Linked DNA regions of Mus musculus: all the other regions are linked to region 1. Evidence: chromatin contacts called from public HiChIP or PLAC-seq, Micro-C and promoter capture Hi-C data. All regions are on one chromosome and are shown on one strand. The core of a region is the stretch at or near the end of the contact, and the rest is flanking DNA. Distances in the headings are between cores, read along the strand shown. Region 1 holds the start of Rassf10 (Ras association (RalGDS/AF-6) domain family (N-terminal) member 10). Region 2 holds the start of Micalcl (MICAL C-terminal like). Region 3 holds the start of Far1 (fatty acyl CoA reductase 1). Region 4 holds the start of Parva (parvin, alpha).

Region 1 (4,478 bases), core at 735-3,234:
TTACCTAATGTGTTTTTAAAAAACAGGGAGGGGTTCTCACCTCCTGACTCCACTTCCCTCTAAAGCTTAGAAGCTTAGGGCTTCCTTGTCCAGGACCCTCCTTCACACTCACTCTCCAGACCCATCCGTGGGAACTCTGAGCTCACCCCCATGGCCTCACTTCATGTCCCTGAGCAGGCCAAACCAGTGCATTCTGCAAGCGTCTAAGCTTGCTCCCTACTACTTCTACACAAGGGATTCACACACAGGGGGTACCGAGTCTGAGTCTTGGCTATGCATGGAGCTCAGCCCAGTATCTGAGTCCTCATCGTTGCCCGGGCAACTCTTAGCCAGTCCCCGGGCCTGGTCTACCCACATTTCTGCACAGGTCTGAGGCTGAGGTTCGCGAGAGGGTCCGCTGGAACCCAGAGCCCCATCATGCACCACCGTCTGCTCAAAAGTGTGCAAACTCTGGAGAAGGCCCTGAAGCTCGCGCTCCTTAATGTCCCTCTGCTGCTGGCTGTAATCCAAGTCCGCCTTGACGGCCTCCAGGTCCGTGCTGAGCCTCAGCCCGATGTAAAGGCTGGTGCTGAGCTGCGTCCTGACCCGCTCCTGCTCCAGCAGCAGCTCGCCATCCGGACCACCATCGGGCTCTAGGGACTCCTCTCGAGCCGCCAGCTCCTCATTGCGCCGCTGCATCCAGCGCTGGTTCAGTTCCTCCTGGATCTCGGCGGACAGGCGCTCTAGCAACTCCTCCTGCTGGGCGCGCTCCTCCTGCAGCCGCACCAGGTCGTCACAGCGCCTGGCCAGCTCCTCCAACGCTGCCGCCTGCGCCTCGCTGTCCAGGGGTGCCGCCGGTTCTGTCCCCTTCTCCTCCAGTGTCGCATCTTCCGGCTCCCCTTCAGGAGTTTGTCCGTCCAGGTCGATGCCGGCCCCCACTAGATAGGTATCCTGCACGTAGTTGACTCCGTGCCTCCGCATGCGGTCTAGGTGCACCTTGGCTTCGTAGCGGTCTATCTCGCGGTCCAGCTCCCGGAGCCGCTGCACCTGCTGGCGAATCGTGTGGTCCTGCGACAGCACCAGATGCACCAGCGTCTCCATACGTTCTACCGACGCGCTCTCGTGGGTCCGAGCAGACGACGAGCAGGACGAGGCGGTGGACGACGACGTGGACGAACAAGGTGACGACGGCTGCTGCTGGCGCCTCCGGTTGAGCTTGGCCAGTTTGCGGAAGGCCTTGCGTACCACCCGCCGCTGCTTCTCCTGGGTCAAGGCCAGGCTGGGCCGTGCTGGGGCGCCCCGGGCCAAGCAGGGGCGCTCGCGGCTGAGCACTACCCGCGCCTCGGCGCTGCGCGGTCCGGCGTTGGGCAGCGACGCTTCGCTGCGCACCAGCACGAAGCGTACATTCTCCTGCTCGTCGCCCCAAGCAGTCCAGAGGCGCAAGATCCGCGTCTTGTTGGGCAGGATGCGCTCAAAGCCGCGCCACTTCTCCACAATGCAATAGCACTGCGGGGGCCCACATAGCATGCCCGGGGGCATCGCGTCGTCGTCATCCTCGTCGTTTTCGTCCGGGGGCTCGGGCAGCTCCAACTGGCCCGAAGGGTCTTCCGTCAAGCCCCGTCGCTGGCCCCGCCGCTGCCTGCAGCGCCGCCGGCAGCCGTCCTCCAAAAGCACCCGCACCACGTCCGAGCAGGTGGTGCGGCGGGAGAGGCCGGACACCAGCTTCTCCTCCTGGCAGATCCACACCGATATCTTCTTCTCCGAAGGATCCATGGCGCAACCGGGACGTGAGGAGCAAGTCCGGCTAGGTGCAATTAGGGCAGCAGGGCCAGCGCGGGCAACCTGGCAGCTCCCGAACTGCAGTAGAATCCGTGACCCTGTCTCCGGCCTCACTAGCCTTTCTCCCGGACTATGTACTGAAATCGGGCAGCGGCTGCTTTCGGCTCGGACGGCGGACTCTCCCAAAGCAGCACGCCGGGGCTCAGGTTCCAGCGGCTCTGGCTCTGCCCGCGGTGCCCGAGGCCTCCGGGTTTTGCTCCTCCCCACCTGGCTCCACCTCTTCCCGCCCCCCAGCGCCCTGAGCCGCTGCTGAGAGCACCGCAGGCGGGGCGCCCAAACTCGCCCCTCCCAGCCCTGCGGACGGGTCTGCCCCTGGCTCAGGTTACTGGCGTCCAGTTCCTAGTTTTTTCCACTCAGAGCAAAGATGGACTCCCGGGACCTTTCTGATACAAGGCCTGGAGCCTTCACCTCTAGGCATCAGCTCTGCGCCTGGAGCCCGCACCTCTGCGCCTCCCTGGGCTCAGCTACGCCTTGCCTCTAGACTTGGTTGGAAACACCTTAACCCGATGTGCGTGGTCTTGTGCCTTCTGTACAATGCACTTTGCACAGACGGGGAAACTGAGGCACCTAACAGTTTCTACTAGAGACGTTGTGATCCACTACCTGACCAGCTCACCTTTGTAAGCGCTGCCTCTAAACCTTCCAGTCTTCCTCAACCACAGTGGGGTCCATGATCAGATTTGCAATGATCTAAGGGTGGTACCCAATTCCCCATAGGTCAGATCTGTAGGTCCCCACTTTGCCCCTCCACTTCCCACAGCCTTGTTGACAGAGAAGTCAGGGCCAAACCTAAATTGATCACCAGTCCTGACTCCAAAGGGGAAACCGAGGCTATTACTATGACTGTTCCCATTGCATCTAAATGTCGTCTGGAAGTGATGAGAATCAAGTATCAGAACAGAAGAAATTCAAAGCCACTCTAATCGAAGCTTAAAACCCTCTCAGTGAAAGGCTTGTCCAGGGAAGCCCAGATCTGACAGCTCACTCCCCTGCCTCAAGACCTTGGATGTCTCATTATTTCTTGGAAAGTGCTTTGGTCGATTGAATGATTCCTTCCTGGAACATTTGCTGGGTTCCCACTGTGCTCTAAGTCCAGTGCAAGTGGTGTGATGATGAGCAAGCCTCCTGGCCTGCCAGCAGCTCACCATAGCTCAAGAGACATTTCCAATCAGTCTGGCGGTTCCTCAGAAAACTGGACATAGTACTACCGGAGGATCCAGCAATACCTCTCCTGGGCATATATCCAGAAGATGCCCCAACAGGTAAGAAGGACACATGCTCCACTATGTTCATAGCAGCCTTATTTATAATAGCCAGAAGCTGGAAAGAACCTAGATGCCCCTCAACAGAGGAATGGATACAGAAAATGTGGTACATCTACACAATGGAGTACTACTCAGCTATTAAAAAGAATGAATTTATGAAATTCCTAGCCAAATGGATGGACCTGGAGGGCATCATCCTGAGTGAGGTAACACATTCACAAAGAAACTCACACAATATGTATTCACTGATAAGTGGATATTAGCCCCAAACCTAGGATACCCAAGATATAAGATATAATTTGCTAAACACATGAAACTCAAGGAGAATGAAGACTGAAGTGTGGACACTATGCCCCTCCTTAGATTTGGGAACAAAACACCCATGGAAGGAGTTACAGAGACGGAGTTTGGAGCTGAGATGAAAGGATGGACCATGTAGAGACTGCCATAGCCAGGGATCCACCCCATAATCAGCATCCAAACGCTGACACCATTGCATACACTAGCAAGATTTTATTGAAAGGACGCAGATGTAGCTGTCTCTTGTGAGACTATGCCGGGGCCCAGCAAACACAGAAGTGGATGCTCACAGTCAGCTAATGGATGGATCATAGGGCTCCCAATGGAGGAGCTAGAGAAAGTAGCCAAGGAGCTAAAGGGATCTGCAACCCTATAGGTGGAACAACATTATGAGCTAACCAGTACCCCGGAGCTCTTGACTCTAGCTGCATATATATCAAAAGATGGCCTAGTCGGCCATCACTGGAAAGAGAGGCCCATTGGACTTACAAACTTTATATGCCCCAGTACAGGGGAATACCAGGGCCAAAAAGGGGGAGTGGGTGGGCAGGGGAGTGGGGGTGGGTGGATATGGGGGACTTTTGGTATAGCATTGGAAATGTAAATGAGTTAAATACCTAATAAAAAATGGAAAAAAAAATAAAAAATAAAAAGAAAAAAAAATAAAAATAAAAATACACAAGTAAGAAATTAAAAAAAAAAAAAAAAAAAAGAGACATTTCCAGTACCAGGCAAACACAATACCTTGTGTTTCTGACCAGGGAAGTCACCATGTAGTAAGAGAGCATGCCTGGACGCTGCTTGGCAGCCTGGACCCCATCTGGGAGAATCTGCAAAGGCTCCCTTCCCATCAAGGGTACCATCTGAGGCAAGAGAAAAAAAAAAAAAGAACCATTTGGGACTGCCAAAGGACTAAGAGATGGGGTACATTGCAGGCAGAGGAATCAGATGTTCAAACTCAAAAGAATCAAGAGAACATGGCAGTCACCGGGCCACACAGAGTTACATGAAGAAGAATCTGCCAAAGATAAGCTAAAAGGACCAGGTCAGGAAGGGTCCTTAATTCCATGCATACGCTTTCAAATGTATCCGAAG
Region 2 (4,478 bases), core at 1,423-3,922, 580 kb after region 1:
GCTTCCTAGTAGGAAGGACTCTGTCGTCTCAAAGTCTTGGAGCGCCCTCTAGGGGCAGCATCCTGCAAGTCTGAACCCATATACTGTTTCATTGGGCCCTAATCCAACCAGTTTTTAAACTTCCTTCCTTTTTTCCTCTCTCTCTTTCCCCCCTTTTACACATAAACAAGAACTCCTTTGAACTAGACCTTGCTAGGTCACAGAAATAACAGGTTCAAGCCCTGTCTGCACCTAGCATGACTGTTGCTTAAGACTCACACCCTGTATCCATTAGTAATGGAATGCTAAAGTCTCCAGGTCTGTCCCCGAAGTCCACCTCTGAGTAGTAGAAGTCTGTCTTGTTTTTTTTTTAGAACCCCTGTCCCTGATGTTTGCCAAGCTCCTATCTCACCTCATGCTGGGAGCTTGCTGAGGACTGACTGAGCGCCCTGACACTGGTGGTACTCAACTGTTGGGATGGCTTTAGCACCCAGGAGGACTGGCCTGAGAGGGATCCTAGCGCTTGTTGTGGGGAGACTCCTGGAAACCTTAGTTCTCTCTGTCCTCTCAGGTTTGACACCTGAAGGAGCTCAGATGATTCAGGTGTCATCTTAGCTTGTTCCCAGGTATGCAGGCCTGGTCTGGCTCCAAAGGTGGCCCTTGGCCCAGGTAGACACAGGAGAAGTGGTGAGTCTGGGGGTTGGTGGGAAGTGACTCATTGGCCAGGAATCAAGCTGACTCGGAAGGAGGAAGAGCAGAAGCCCAAGGCCGTGTTGGGTCAGCCTGGGCAGATGGAGGTGGGAGAGAGAACATGCAGACTAGGGGAGGCAGAAGAGGGTGATGGGGTCAGAGCAGGGTGGACCCTCAGCTTCTCACTCAAGGGTCCTGGAGGAATTCTGTTTGCTGTGTGACTGTGTGTGCATGGTCACTGTAGACACTGTTCCTCTTGTGGGAGCTCTGAAACTCACCCGGGGCCAAGATCTGGAGAAGAAATAAACTCTCTCTCTCTCTCTCTCTCTCTCTCTCTCTCTCTCACACACACACACACACACACACACACACACACACACACTTATATTCTAGTGCAAGCTGCTATCTTCTTGCCTTGGTCACAATGGCATAGAACCAAAAGCAGAGGTGGGGTGGGGTTGGGATCTAGTCCAGTTTCTGGGACAGAACCAAGCACCCGTCTCTCAGTTTCCCTTTCTCATTTCAAACTTGGAGCTCATAGCTGCTACAGCTCTGTGAAACTACAGAATCTTAAGGTGCTGGGATTTCCGAGTAGAGGGAGAGGAATGGAGAGTTCCCAAATCCCTCGGCAATGATTACAGCCAGCAGTGGAAATCAAGTCAAGCTAACAGTTTTCCTTGCCCTTGGATTCCAGGCTAGGCCAGAGAAGATACCATGTAAGGAATGAGCGAGACTGCCCTCCCCCACCCCTCCCCCTGCCCATGACTCACTGGACTGGAATCTTCTTCTCCAGTTCTGGTATTTGCTTGGAGTTGGAGACTGGAGGCTATGGGCCCGCTGCAGAGCTGAGGAGGGAGTAAGAGACCATTAGCTGTGTAGGGGAGGAATTTGTCTCCCATGGCTTACTCACCAAAAGTTAGCAGGAAGATGCTTAGGATGGGCGGAGACACTTCTTATCATAGTGTACTTCTCTGACCCCCCTCCCATTATTCATTAATTCATTCATTCATTTACTCACTCACTCATTCATACACACGTCCATAAAATAATTATATAGGAGGCTGGGGAGATGGTTTGATTCCCTGCAACCCAGATGAAATGCTGGGAGCAGGAAGGAAAGCCTTCCCCAGGAAAGGGCACATTAATGAGTTGCCCAGTGCTAACTGGTCAGGCCTGGAGACACATACTAGTAACACTATATAAACAAGACAGGTTATTTTTAGAAATATATCTGTATGATACAAATACATATATGCATGCAATAGCAATTAAGGAAAAAGGCCATGATTTCAAGTAGAGGAGGGAGAACTGTCTAGGAGAGTCTGGAGGGAGGGAAAGAAAAGGAGAAATGTTGTAATTAGATTCCAATCTCAAAAAGTAACCTGGCTGTAGAGGCATGTGTCTGTAATGGCGGTAGTCCTACAGTGAGATGGGAGAATAGAAACATCAGGAGAGACCCTGCCCCAATAAAGTAGAAAGTGAGAACTGACTCCTGGAAGTTGGGTTCCTGCGGAAGCACTTTTGCAGGGCCCTGTGTGCTTCCCCTCTGCCTGGCTGGGCCTTGAGCACAGGCACTGGCCGCCCCGAACCTCAGAACAGATGTGGCATCCAGCTGCATCCTGTTCCTGTGCAGGGCTCTCAGGCACGGGCCCCCGTGCTTCCATCATAGAGAAAGGAGGGGCGTGAGCGCACATGTGAGGGGCAGAAGGTAGAACTGGGAGGTATGGGGGAGGAAGAGACCCCCAGGAGGGGTCTGGGTGTGGGAGAATGAACAGGGAAGGTTCGAACACAGAACTCTTTGGATCCAACACCTCTCCAGTGAATGTTCTCTCACCTCACTTAGACATCAGCCCACCCCTGTGAGATCCCACCCCTGTGAGATCCCACCCCTGTGAGCTGACTTGAGCACTGCCATGCCAGCCACTACCTGGGTTTCCTTTCTCAGGACCAGAACCTTCAGCTCCTTAGGGTCTCTGCTTTAACCTCAGTGGGATAGTGGAACTGATGGCTCAAGTGCCCCACTGGTGGTAATAGGCCACGTAGGCATAGTTTCACCATAGTGAGGTCATAATATAATAAGAGTCCTAGGTCAGAGGCCCGGCTCCATGGGTTCTGTGAAGCTTGGGTCGAGACATGTCCCAGGAGGCTCAGGTATTTGAATGCTTGGGCACTGAGAGGGCTGGACTCGGAGAATGTATAGCCTCACCCTTCTTCCCGTTCACTTTCTGCTTTGTGTTTGCTATTGGAGAGGTGAGCTCCCAGCTTCTTGCTCTGGCCGCCACCGCTGCTTGCCGCCTGCTGTCAGGCCTCCGTGCCATGCTGGACTCTCATCCCTCTGGAACCGTAAGCCCAAATAAATCCATCCTTTTCTAAGTTTGTCCTGGCCATGGTGTTTTACCCATATGTCAAGCTTTTCCCAGAGAAAGTGAGCAGACGCCATTGTGAAAATGCAGGTTAAGTATTTTAAACACCACAAAGCAAGCATTTGAGCCCATCTCTGGAGTGCTGATGTGAGCTCTGGGTTTAATAGACAAAGATCTGGGTCAGGAGGCAAGAGAACAAAGTCCAGGTGGGGCTGGTTAATCAGTGTTTTGTTCTGGCTCTGCACAGTGACTAGAAGAAACATCTTAGTGCTTGAGAGAACAGGCCACGCCCTTCTCATGATCATGGAGGCTGGGGGTGGGCTGTGTGCGATCTCATCACCGTGACCGTTTGCCATGCTCTGCTGCTCTGAAATCTAAGGAGTGACTGTAGGTTAGAACAGTGACTGGAAACCTGTAGACTTCTTTGGGGGCCTGGAACAGGACTCTATAAGGGCTAAAAGTAAGCCAGGATCACTCTCTTCTTTATGCCTTCAACCTTGGCAGGTGGGAGAGATGGGGCGGGTATCACTTAGTTCAACACAGACGCTTCTGAAGTGATTGACACTCAGGAGTCTGGCCCAAAGCTTGGACAAAGACAGAAGCAAATTCAGGTAGAAAGGCCGGGTTTCCTTGCTCTGTATCAGCCTGTGGGCCCAAGTGAGCAGCAGCATTGGTCTCCTAATTTTGAGATTATAATATAAGCACATCATCTCTCCCTTCCCTTTCCGCCCTCTGGACTGTCCCATGTTCCTGTCCTTGCTCTCTTTCAAATTCATGGCCTCGGTTTTCCCCCAATAATTGTTGTTACACACACACACACACACACACACACACACATTCCTAAATATAACCTGCTCTGTTTGTATATTACTCGTATGTGTGTTTTCAGGGCAATGGGGTCTTGTGTTCTTCCCACTCTTTCTTCCCCTCTCAGCACGCCTTAGTTGACTCCAGTTCTTTGTGTAGGGTTGAGTCCACATGGGCTTTCCCCCCACCCACGTTGGCATGTGGATGTCCTAACTCGGCTTCCGTTTAGGTAGTCATGTTGGTGAGACTTCATGGATGTAGCATCTGACATGACTAGGAAACACAATCTCATTGAAAACATCCCAGTTCTCTGGATCTTACAATCTTCCTGCTCCCTCTGGATTCAGCACTTTTCAGCAAAAGAATCTGTCTGTCTGTCTGTCTGTCTCTTTCTGACTCTGTCTCTGTCTCTCCCCCCGCCCCTTTTTTCTTTCTCTTCCTTTGTGTTTGATATGGTCTCACTATGTAGCGCTGGCTGGCCTGTATCTTGCTGTGTAGACCAGGATGACCTCAGGCTAGCAGCAACCCTCCACCCTCTGCTTATCAAGTGCTGAGAATACAGGTTTGCATACCCACATCGGGCAAAAGAAATGTCTAAGTAACGTTTACAGCAATGGTTTATTGAGCAGTGTCAAACAG
Region 3 (4,478 bases), core at 497-2,996, 560 kb before region 1:
TGTAATCATTCTTGTGTCTAGTAATAACCCACACACCAACTCCTGGTGCAAATGACCCAAAATTCACCTTTTCCAAAAAACTTGCCCTTCTCTTGAACTGTCTCTCTGCTTACAGGTAACTCAGCCCTTTGGGAACTAGATTATACTAAAAGCAAAATGTAATTACAGTAATGTGTTACCCACAAATACCTTCTCTGTCCTAAAGAATGATCCATTAGCTAAAATTCTATGCTGAGCTGGTGAATAAGAAAACATTTATACAACTGCTCTCTTGAATTCTGCCCTCAAACTGTAACTTTTCACCGGCCTTTTGTCCTATCTTTAAGCAGAAATTATCTCTCCCATTTAAATCCACTGAAAATGTGGATTTAATTCTACCTGTACCCTACAAATAAAAGCTTCAAAGAGGAAAGCAGTTGACAGCAACACACATATACTAATGTCTTTCTTAAGTGAAAATATTTTTTGTTTATTTAACTACAAAACTAGTCTCAAAAGTGAAAGCAACTGCCCAACAAGCATAAAACAAATTCCACTACATTAAAAAGATTGCTCATTCAGAACTGCACAACTACATTCACACAGTATCACTTCTGTTTTTGTAAGACACCTTGCACCATCCTCATGTCATATTACCCATCCATTATCCATCCCCAACCAGACTCTTTAAATGTTGCCCTTAGCACTTTTCTTTAAGAATTAAGCAATTTCCCAGTCCAAAAAAAAAAAAAAAAAAAATCAAAGAATACTTAATACCCATTACTTCTAAGAGCTAAGTTTGTGTGAGCTGTGGCTAAACAATCAGATGGATCATCCAGGGGACAGCATAAAGGTGAGCTAATGATCAGCCTCAGTAGGTAGCTACGTTGAGTGTTCCGAGCTGTCATCCTGAGATACTCTCTCTCAACTCTGTACTCCCAACTCACTCCACTGTTCACAAAAGATCCCCACCCTTGAGCAAGCACACAGAAATCCACCTTGACTGTTCCTTGTGTACTTTCCAAGAAACCAAATAACGCCTTCTAGTCAGACAGCCTCCATCCACCCCTCATCTAAAATCCACTCCTCGGACACCTTCCGGTTTCTGTGTGTACCTTCTCACACTCCACATGCCCTGTCCCCATTGGTCCAGAGACCTTAACCTTCAAACCCCAAACCAGTTCTCCATCTCTCAGCTGATTTCTCCGCAACGCCATTGATACCTACTTCCCAGAGGCCGATCCCACTCTGGAGCAGGGGCCTCCTCACTGGACGCCCTCTCCAGAGCATCACCCCTTTCCCATCACTTTCTTCCTCTCAATCCCAGGCCGCCACCCTCCTCCGTTAACTCGGGCCCCCACCGTGGCCGCCTCTGCGCGGCCTCCCCCCGCAGACGGAACCCCTGCCTCCCCGGGTTGCAGGCCAGGGGCCTCTAAGCTCCCTCGCCGCGGCCCTGGCAGTCGGGAGGGCGGCGGCCCGGCCACGCCGCGCAGGGACAGTCCCAGCAGAGGAGGCGCCCCCGCCTCCAGGCGGCCGTGGCGGGGCGGGGGCGGGGCGGTTCGCAGGCCCCACCTCAACGCAGCCCGGCCTAGGACTCCCGCAAAACGGCGGCCAAGTGCGGAGGGGCCGCGGCCGAGCCTGCGACAGAGCCCGTGCCGCTCACCTCGACGCGGAAGCTCGGGCCTCGCTCTCCCTTCAGCGATGGCTACGCCGTGGTCGCGCTCTCCTCACTCGCTTTTCACCGCCCCCGACCGGCTGCTGAAGAGCGGACCGACAGCGGTGCGCCCATTGGCTGAGAGCGCTATGGCGTCACGGGTCCCGACCGCGCCTCGGGGTCTGACTGGTTGGCGTGGCGCCTCTTTTCCACGTCTGCTCCTGATTGGCTCTTGCTCACACTCTTCCCGGGAGAACCGCTCACCCTCCACTCTTCTTCAGCCGCCCACCCCAAACCCCCCAGGCAGGACGGCCAATGGGGGAGCGGAGAGAGGCCGGGAAGTGGGCGGCTGGGCGGTGTGGTCGGGGAAAGCGCAGCCAATGGGCGCGCGCCGCACATCCCCGCTCAGCAGCGCCGCCCCCGGCCGCCCGCTTCCCGGAGGGTCGCGCCCTGGGCCACGCCCGACTACCCTGGCGCGGGAGCCCAGCCCACGCAAAAGGTGCGGGACAAGTGGCAGACGTGAGAGCCCGCCCCGCAGCCATCGCGGCGTGCTTGAGTACTGCCAACGTGCACCCTGGCGCTCCCCAGATGGGGCCGGCTACCCTCGGTCTTAACTGAGTGTGAGGATCCTCCCTGATAACTGCCAGCTTGGTTCCTTCGGAATGTGGAGCCAGCACTGTATGGACCTTCTGAAGGGCCCATCGGGAGGACTGGAGCCCGCGTCCATCCTCCCCGAGAGACTGTCCACCTAGTCCTTCCTCCTTCAAGACAATCCCGTGCAAGATGTAGGGACAGTGAGAGAAGTTTCAGCGTTGGAAGGTGGGGCGTGTGCTGAGAGCTAGGGTGCACGGGAACTTGCTGAGTGTCGCGAGCTAGAAGGTAGATACGCGTAGTTAGTATAACAAGTTTTATTTAGTTATGCTTTGGGTCTTCACACAATATAAACACTCTGAATTCCTAACTACGGTCCTAAGCCTATCTCCCGAGGCTGCTTACCTATGCGATGTATCTTGGCTGAAGGTCAGGTCCAGTCTCAAACAGAAATTTCTGATTCCAGGGGCAGGATCCTAGAAAAGATTCTCCAGCCACAGGGCAGATCAAAGTGGCATCTCTCCAGATGTGCAGAGCAGAGCATTGCTCTTAGTCTCTGCTTATATACTGTTCACTGGGCATCGTGGAGTTAGTTCTAGGACTATCTCTTGTTATCTTTGAGTGAGTGGTGTACGGAGTTATGGTTATCAGGTGCAGCCTTGAGTGTAGTGGGGATCCTGACTACACTATTTTTACATGCCTAAAAAACATTTTTCTAAAAAACTATGCTCATTACAATGTATGAGCTGGGAACCTGTTTTTTCTTGATGTGGTGGTGATTACCCGGGTGTATGAAGAAGATTCGTGGGGCTGTGTGCTTCATGCACGGTGCAATCATTTTGGAAAAAACTATTGCATCCTGGTTATAATCAACACCAGGCTTTAGCTGTCATTCAAAAACTAAAAACCGAGGCTAGAGAGAAGACTCAGTGGCTAAAAGCAGGTACTGCTCTTTCAGAAAATGCGAGTTCAGTCCCCAGTAATCTACAGTTGGCAGTTCACAATCACCTGCTAGTAATGCCTCCCTTCTGGGCTCCATGGGCACCTGCACTCACATCCACATACCACCCACATACAGACACACGCATACACGTAATTTAAAATAATAGAAATAATACTTAAGAACTACAAACTACTACGGGTATAAGGGATTGCCCTTTTTGCAAACTCTGTGCTTTTTTTATTTGACAATCTCATATGTATGTTGGATGCATTCTAACAGATACACCTCCATTAATCATCTCACTCTAAAGCCTCCTGCTACTTCGATGTCTTTTTTTAATCCCCGAGTTTAATTACAGTTGCTTGCATGAATGTGTTTGAAGATGGGGAGTGGGGGGTATTTACCAGAACATAGGCAACGTACTATTGAAACTTAGTTGGGAACTCCAAGCCAGGTTGGGTCACTTGTCCTCAAGGCAACTAAAAGGCATTAATAATGGAGAGCAGAATAAGGAGATTTATTCAACATGGCCACATAGGGTGGAGGGACAGGGAGATCCAGTTAGCTGCACCCACACACACAACACACACAGTCTATCTTCAGTATCCTGACATAAGATTAAAGTTTAAGGGCCCAGGAGATCCACGTCTATGCAGTAACAGTCAATGTGTTATCTCACTCGCCATTGGCCCATCATTGTCTGGGCTTCAGTCTCATCTCATAACTTGGTCTGGTGCATTGCTAAAACTCTGTGAAATCTTTCTAGAAAGCTAGTTCCCTCTCTGGCTGGCCTCTTTTTTCCCCCAGCTTGAGAGTTCTAGGGAAATTCCCATTTCTCTAAGGTCCTTTGTTTCTGTAGTCTGACTGAGACACACAAGTATCTCTTTAGAATAGCTTCAGGGTAGACTACGTGGTGCCAGGTGATTTCCCTTGGGGGCTTGGGGGCTTGGGGGCTTGGGGGCTTGGGGGCTTGTGTTGTTGTCCACCCCTGTTGGTAGTATAAAAGCACTCACAATATTCTACTTCACCTCACAAATCTTGTTCACATTCCTCTGTCAGAAGCTGTACCGCTGTAGAACTCTAACAGACTGCTTAGTTATAAGGCTTTACAAAAACAAAATCACCACAACAGAAAATAGTTAGCTATAAGATTATATAAAACCGCTGGGCGGTGGGGGCACACGCCTTTAATCCCAGCACTTGGGAGGCAGAGGCAGGCAGATTTCTGAGTTCGAGCCCAGCCTGGTCTACAGAGTGAGTTCCAGAACAGCCAGGACTACACAGAGAAACCCTGTCTCGGGAAAAAAAAAA
Region 4 (4,478 bases), core at 1,077-3,576, 530 kb after region 1:
AAGCTAGAAAAAGGACTTCCAAGCTAGGATCTCATGATCATTTGCCCACACTACAACAATTAATGGTTTACCAGCACACCTGCCCACTATTTTTGCGTCTGTGGTATCAGAGACCTATGGCCAACTGTGGTTGCAAAATACTGAATGAAAAAAATTTCAGAAATAATTCCTAAGTTGCACACCATTCTGATTAGCATGATGAGATTTTGCTTCACTCCAAACCTTCCTTCATTCCTGGGATAGGAATCCTATGGATACACATTGTATACGCAGCCTTGGTAACTTAGTAGCCATCTTTGTTATTGGCTCAAGTATCAGCCTGACTGTCTCAGCACTGCAATGCCTGTAATACTAAGTACTATCTGTTGTTATTATTACCATTATTGTGTGTGCATGATGCATGTATGTGGGTATTCTGGCACAGGTCAGAGGTCAACTTTGTGGAGTCAGCTCTTTTCTTCTACCTTACATAGGATCTAAATCCCCAGTCTGGAGTGGCACGTGCCTTTACCCACTTAGCCATCTCAGCCATGTTAACCTCTTACTGTGCCTAACATACAGGTTAAACTTTACCATATACATGTCCAGGGAAAAGCACACTATATCAGGCTCAGAAGAGCTCATAGTATTGGCCATTCGATGAGCATCCTGGAGTCATTCTGTTAGAAATAAGGGGGGACTAGGTACAACAACCACTTGGGGGTGAGGTGATTTTTAGATTCATGCCACAATCTAGACAACAGACACTTAGCTCATGCACTGAGTTTGCTAATTAAACACCAAAGTGCTTTCCATACTTCAGGAGACTAAGAACATGAGACATTTCCTAGTTCATCACCTCAGACCTACTAAAGTAAACTCCTGAAATGATCTGGAGACTTGGGCTAGAAACACCGTGTCGGTAAAACACTTGCTTAACATCAGAGTCCCTAAGATCAACCCCCAGTACCACAGAAAAGAACAATCAATTAACACCAAGCTGGGCAGGCCTGTAATCCCAAATACTTTGGAAGCCGAGGCAGGAGGACCACAAAGTTCTGCCTGGGCTACACAAGACTAAGCACAAGGCTAAAGAGTCTCAAAAGAGAAAGAATAAGACCGCGGTGCTCACGCAGTAGACCTAAGGCCCTCTAAATCCAATCCCAGCCATGCCAAAGAGGAAAACATTTTAAACCCCTTTTTATTCACACACCTATCGCCACATTGATTTTTAGAATCATCACTGCATTTCCTACGCCCAAATGTGAGTTGTAAATTCTGCCTACGGGGGAAAAAGTACTTTCCACAGAAACTATTCTGGAAACAAAAAATGAGATTGCTGCAATTCACTGTGGTGGGAAAAAGAAATCTTTTCTTTTTCTTTAAATAAAACTTGGAATGGAATGTCCAGGTTCACAGCAGGGTCACAGTCCTTAGGTGTAGTGAGTTTATCTCACCATTCCTCAATCCCCCCCCCCCCAACTTCGGCACGTTCTTCTCTCAGTCAGTCAACTAACATTTTATACAGATCATCAAAGTCCACACAAGTCCAGGGAGCCCGCGAGAGATCCAAGGAGGCCATTGCAGCTGCAGCAAAAGACCTGAAGGCGCCCAGGAAACGACGGCGCAACAGACCAATGAAGGCTGAGAGCGGGGAATGACGGCGCCCGAGAAAACTTTCCAGCAGAAACTTGGCAAATGCCAGTCCTCGGGCGCGCAGAGGGCGGGGACAGCGGCCTAGGGGAGAGCACAGGGGACCGGCTGGGCCTGGGCTCTGGGACAACAGCCACCCAAAGCCTGGGCTCCGCCTGTGGACCAGAGATGACACCGACCCGGTTAGGGCTTTGGAGGCGACATGGGGACACTGAGAGGCGCGCCCAGGCACTGCCAGGGGGGTCTCCCACTTCCAGGCTCCCGATCCCTGCAGCGCCCACGGCCTCGGCTGTTCCTACCTTCTTTGGCTTTCTTCCTCCGGGCCAGCGTCCCTCCGAGTTTCCCCAAGAACGAGTCATCCTTCTTGCGGGACGGAGGCGACTTGGGAGTGGGTGATTTGGGGACCAAGGGCGACTTCTGTGGGGATGTGGCCATGGCGGCTGGACGCGGAGCTGGAGCTGGGCGGCCGCGGCGGGCGGCGGCGGGACTGAGGCTGCGGCTTTCCAAACGGAAGCGGAATTATTCCAGGCATTTGAGGCAGCTCGCTCGCCTTTCCCGTCCCTCGCTCCCTCCCTCGCGCCGCCCTCCGCCCTGCGAGGAGCTGCTGCGCCTGGGGCCCCCGTGCCCAGGGCTGCCCTGGCTACGAGGATGCCCTGGCTTGCCGCTTGCTGGGGGCTATAGACGCAGGGGCAAGTGCATGCTAGGGGGACGTGAGGTCTTATCTGGAGCTTGGAAGCCTTCACTTCTCTGCTTTGCATACACACACACACACACACACACACACACACACACACACACACACGCGTCAGAATCCGCAGGGAATCAGCCCTGTGACCCTATTTCCCAGCTGCTGCGGTCTCTTGCTCTACCTCCTGCATGGATGGGTTCCTATACTGTTAGTACTTTTGTCTCACAAAGAAGTCAAGGATCTAAAATGGGCTCTGGTCCCAACAGACTTCCCGTTCAACTTCTGCATGAATCTGCGGACTTCCACCTTCTCCTGTCCACACTCAAACAAAGCTGGAAGTCCACGACGGCAGACGCTCATCTATCTAGCCAAGAGCAATAGAATTAGTTCCAGACTCTCTTGACCTGACGCTGGAGTCACACCAGGCAGTTTTAAAGATTCATGCTGGAGATGTTTAGGAGTCCTGCGTACTTTTACTGTGCTTCTTCGTCCTAAGTTGTGGCTTGACCATCTCTTTCCCATTCTTTCAGGATACCTTGGTCATACACCAGCGGGAAGAGTTACATAACTGTTTCCACAGCTCTTTCCGTGATGGGGCATAAACAAATATCTATGTCTCCTTCCCAGAGCACCACCACCAAATTACCTTTTCCCTGAAATCAAGCTTGGGATCCAATGAGTTTATCAGACTTACAGAGCCTGGGGAAGGAGTCACCTACAGGAATGTGGGCGGGCCCCAAAGCAGCTGCACTACTGCAAATTTCTACCCCAGGGCGGATGACTTCCCCTAACTGTCTAAATGGAATCCCCTTCAGCTAATCTTCAACAGACTACTACTCTAACACCTCCAGTGACCACGTGGAATTAGGACAGAATGACCTAGTAGGGTTACAAGAGGGAGTGGCCAGAATTGAGATGAAAATTCAGTGACTGTCCCTGCTCCATCCTTCTATAAGGGAACATCAATAAACAGGGTCGGTCTCTAGGTCAGGAGTCGAGTGGGAAGGGAGGTCGCAAGTTCTCACATCTGCTTAGATGAAGATGGTGGCTGTCTTGCTCTGAGGAGGGCTTTCCACATGTACACTACACACACTGATGGAATCTGACTGAACCTCTGACTCAGAGGGAGCAAGATTTTGAACTGAGCTGGAGAAATCGGTCCAGCAGTTGGGCACTAGGTTGTGATCTAGTGCCCAGCTAGGCAGCAGTGTCTGTTCTCAGCCAGAGGCACGTGTTGATGAGTGACATGCATGTTGGTGATGAGAATGTGTGTCTTAACTTCCTTCCTATTGTTCTGATAAATCCCAGAACCGGAAGCAACCTAGAGAGGAGAGGGTTTATTTTACCTGTAAGGTAGCAGTCCATCACGGAGGGAAGTCAAGGCAGGAGTCTGGAGGCAGAAATCGGAAGCAGAGACCATGGAGAAATACTGCTTACTGCCTTGCCTCTCCTGGATTCCTCAGTTTGCTTTATTATACAACACAGGACCACCTGCCCAGGGGTGGCACCATGCATAGTGAGCTGGGCCCTTCCATAGCAATCATTAATCAAGAAGATGCCTCTCGGACTTGCCAATAGGCCAAGCTGATAGGGGGCATTTCTCAATTGTGGTCTCTTCTTCTCAGATGTCTCTAGCTTGTGCCTGGTAGACCAAAACTAAGCAACATAAAATACACTAGGAGGGACATGGGGATATAGGGCAGTATCTGGTGTGTGTGTGTGTTATGTGTCACGTGTGACACTCCAGGCATCCAGAAATGAATAAAGACATTTTCTCAAGAGGCCATGTGGGTCAGAGGTGCTTTGACACATCCATAATGCCAGCACTTGGAAGTGAAGACAGAAGGGGTTTAATGTCATAGTCAGCTATATACCTAGTGAGACTGTCTCAAAACAAGACCACATGATGGTCTCGACATGGAGAACTCATGAAATCTTGTATCCCTTTCCATTCCCACATGAAGTTCCTGCTAGGTCTGCTGTGCTTCCATTTGAGGAGTTACTGCTCCTACAGCCTTCTGGGAACTGTCTACCACTGTGTGGTCTAACCCATATGTGACAAGCAAAGTCTAACCAACATGATGACCCATGGGTCCCACTCAGAGCATGAGTTCACTTATGTCTGCTCAAGAGTTGCCATTTCACCTTTTCAAAACAC

Evidence for each region. Promoter capture Hi-C pulls out the DNA fragments that hold promoters and counts their contacts. A called contact is a pair of places that touch in the nucleus more often than the background predicts. HiChIP or PLAC-seq counts read pairs in DNA pulled down with a chosen protein or histone mark.
Region 2: an H3K4me3 HiChIP or PLAC-seq map of stem cell-derived neural progenitor cells shows a contact between it and region 1, with 6 times the contacts expected there. The contact joins the promoter of Micalcl here to the promoter of Rassf10 in region 1. A contact is called at or near these places in 7 of 39 promoter capture datasets (cranial neural crest, embryonic stem cells, liver and 2 more), 1 of 15 datasets of contacts at CTCF or cohesin (large pre-B cells), 1 of 484 Hi-C or Micro-C datasets (cortical neurons), 4 of 115 datasets of contacts at active chromatin or transcription factors (astrocytes, embryonic forebrain, embryonic stem cells and 1 more) and 1 of 9 other capture datasets (liver).
Region 3: a contact with region 1 is called in a Micro-C map of embryonic stem cells, with 4 times the contacts expected there. The contact joins the promoter of Far1 here to the promoter of Rassf10 in region 1. A contact is called at or near these places in 1 of 39 promoter capture datasets (stem cell-derived epiblast-like cells), 1 of 484 Hi-C or Micro-C datasets (embryonic stem cells) and 1 of 115 datasets of contacts at active chromatin or transcription factors (pancreatic cancer cells).
Region 4: a contact with region 1 is called in a promoter capture Hi-C map of embryonic stem cells, with 11 read pairs. The contact joins the promoter of Parva here to the promoter of Rassf10 in region 1. A contact is called at or near these places in 5 of 39 promoter capture datasets (cranial neural crest, embryonic stem cells, liver and 1 more) and 5 of 115 datasets of contacts at active chromatin or transcription factors (cardiomyocytes, embryonic stem cells, pancreatic cancer cells and 1 more).

Annotation. Positions count from the first base shown.
Region 1 is chr7:112,951,468-112,955,945 of GRCm38.p6, reverse strand. Rassf10 (Ras association (RalGDS/AF-6) domain family (N-terminal) member 10) reads right to left here and starts at 1,984. Exons shown (of 1, transcript NM_175279.3): 1 at 1-1,984. The coding sequence starts at 1,752. The coding sequence ends at 226.
Region 2 is chr7:112,373,051-112,377,528 of GRCm38.p6, reverse strand. Micalcl (MICAL C-terminal like) reads right to left here and starts at 2,672. Exons shown (of 10, transcript NM_001381862.1): 1 at 2,160-2,672; 2 at 1,440-1,514.
Region 3 is chr7:113,511,102-113,515,579 of GRCm38.p6, reverse strand. It overlaps Far1 (fatty acyl CoA reductase 1), which reads right to left and starts at 1,746. Exons shown (of 13, transcript NM_027379.4): 1 at 1,643-1,746.
Region 4 is chr7:112,425,554-112,430,031 of GRCm38.p6, reverse strand. It overlaps Parva (parvin, alpha), which reads right to left and starts at 2,326. Exons shown (of 13, transcript NM_020606.5): 1 at 1,932-2,326. The coding sequence starts at 2,067.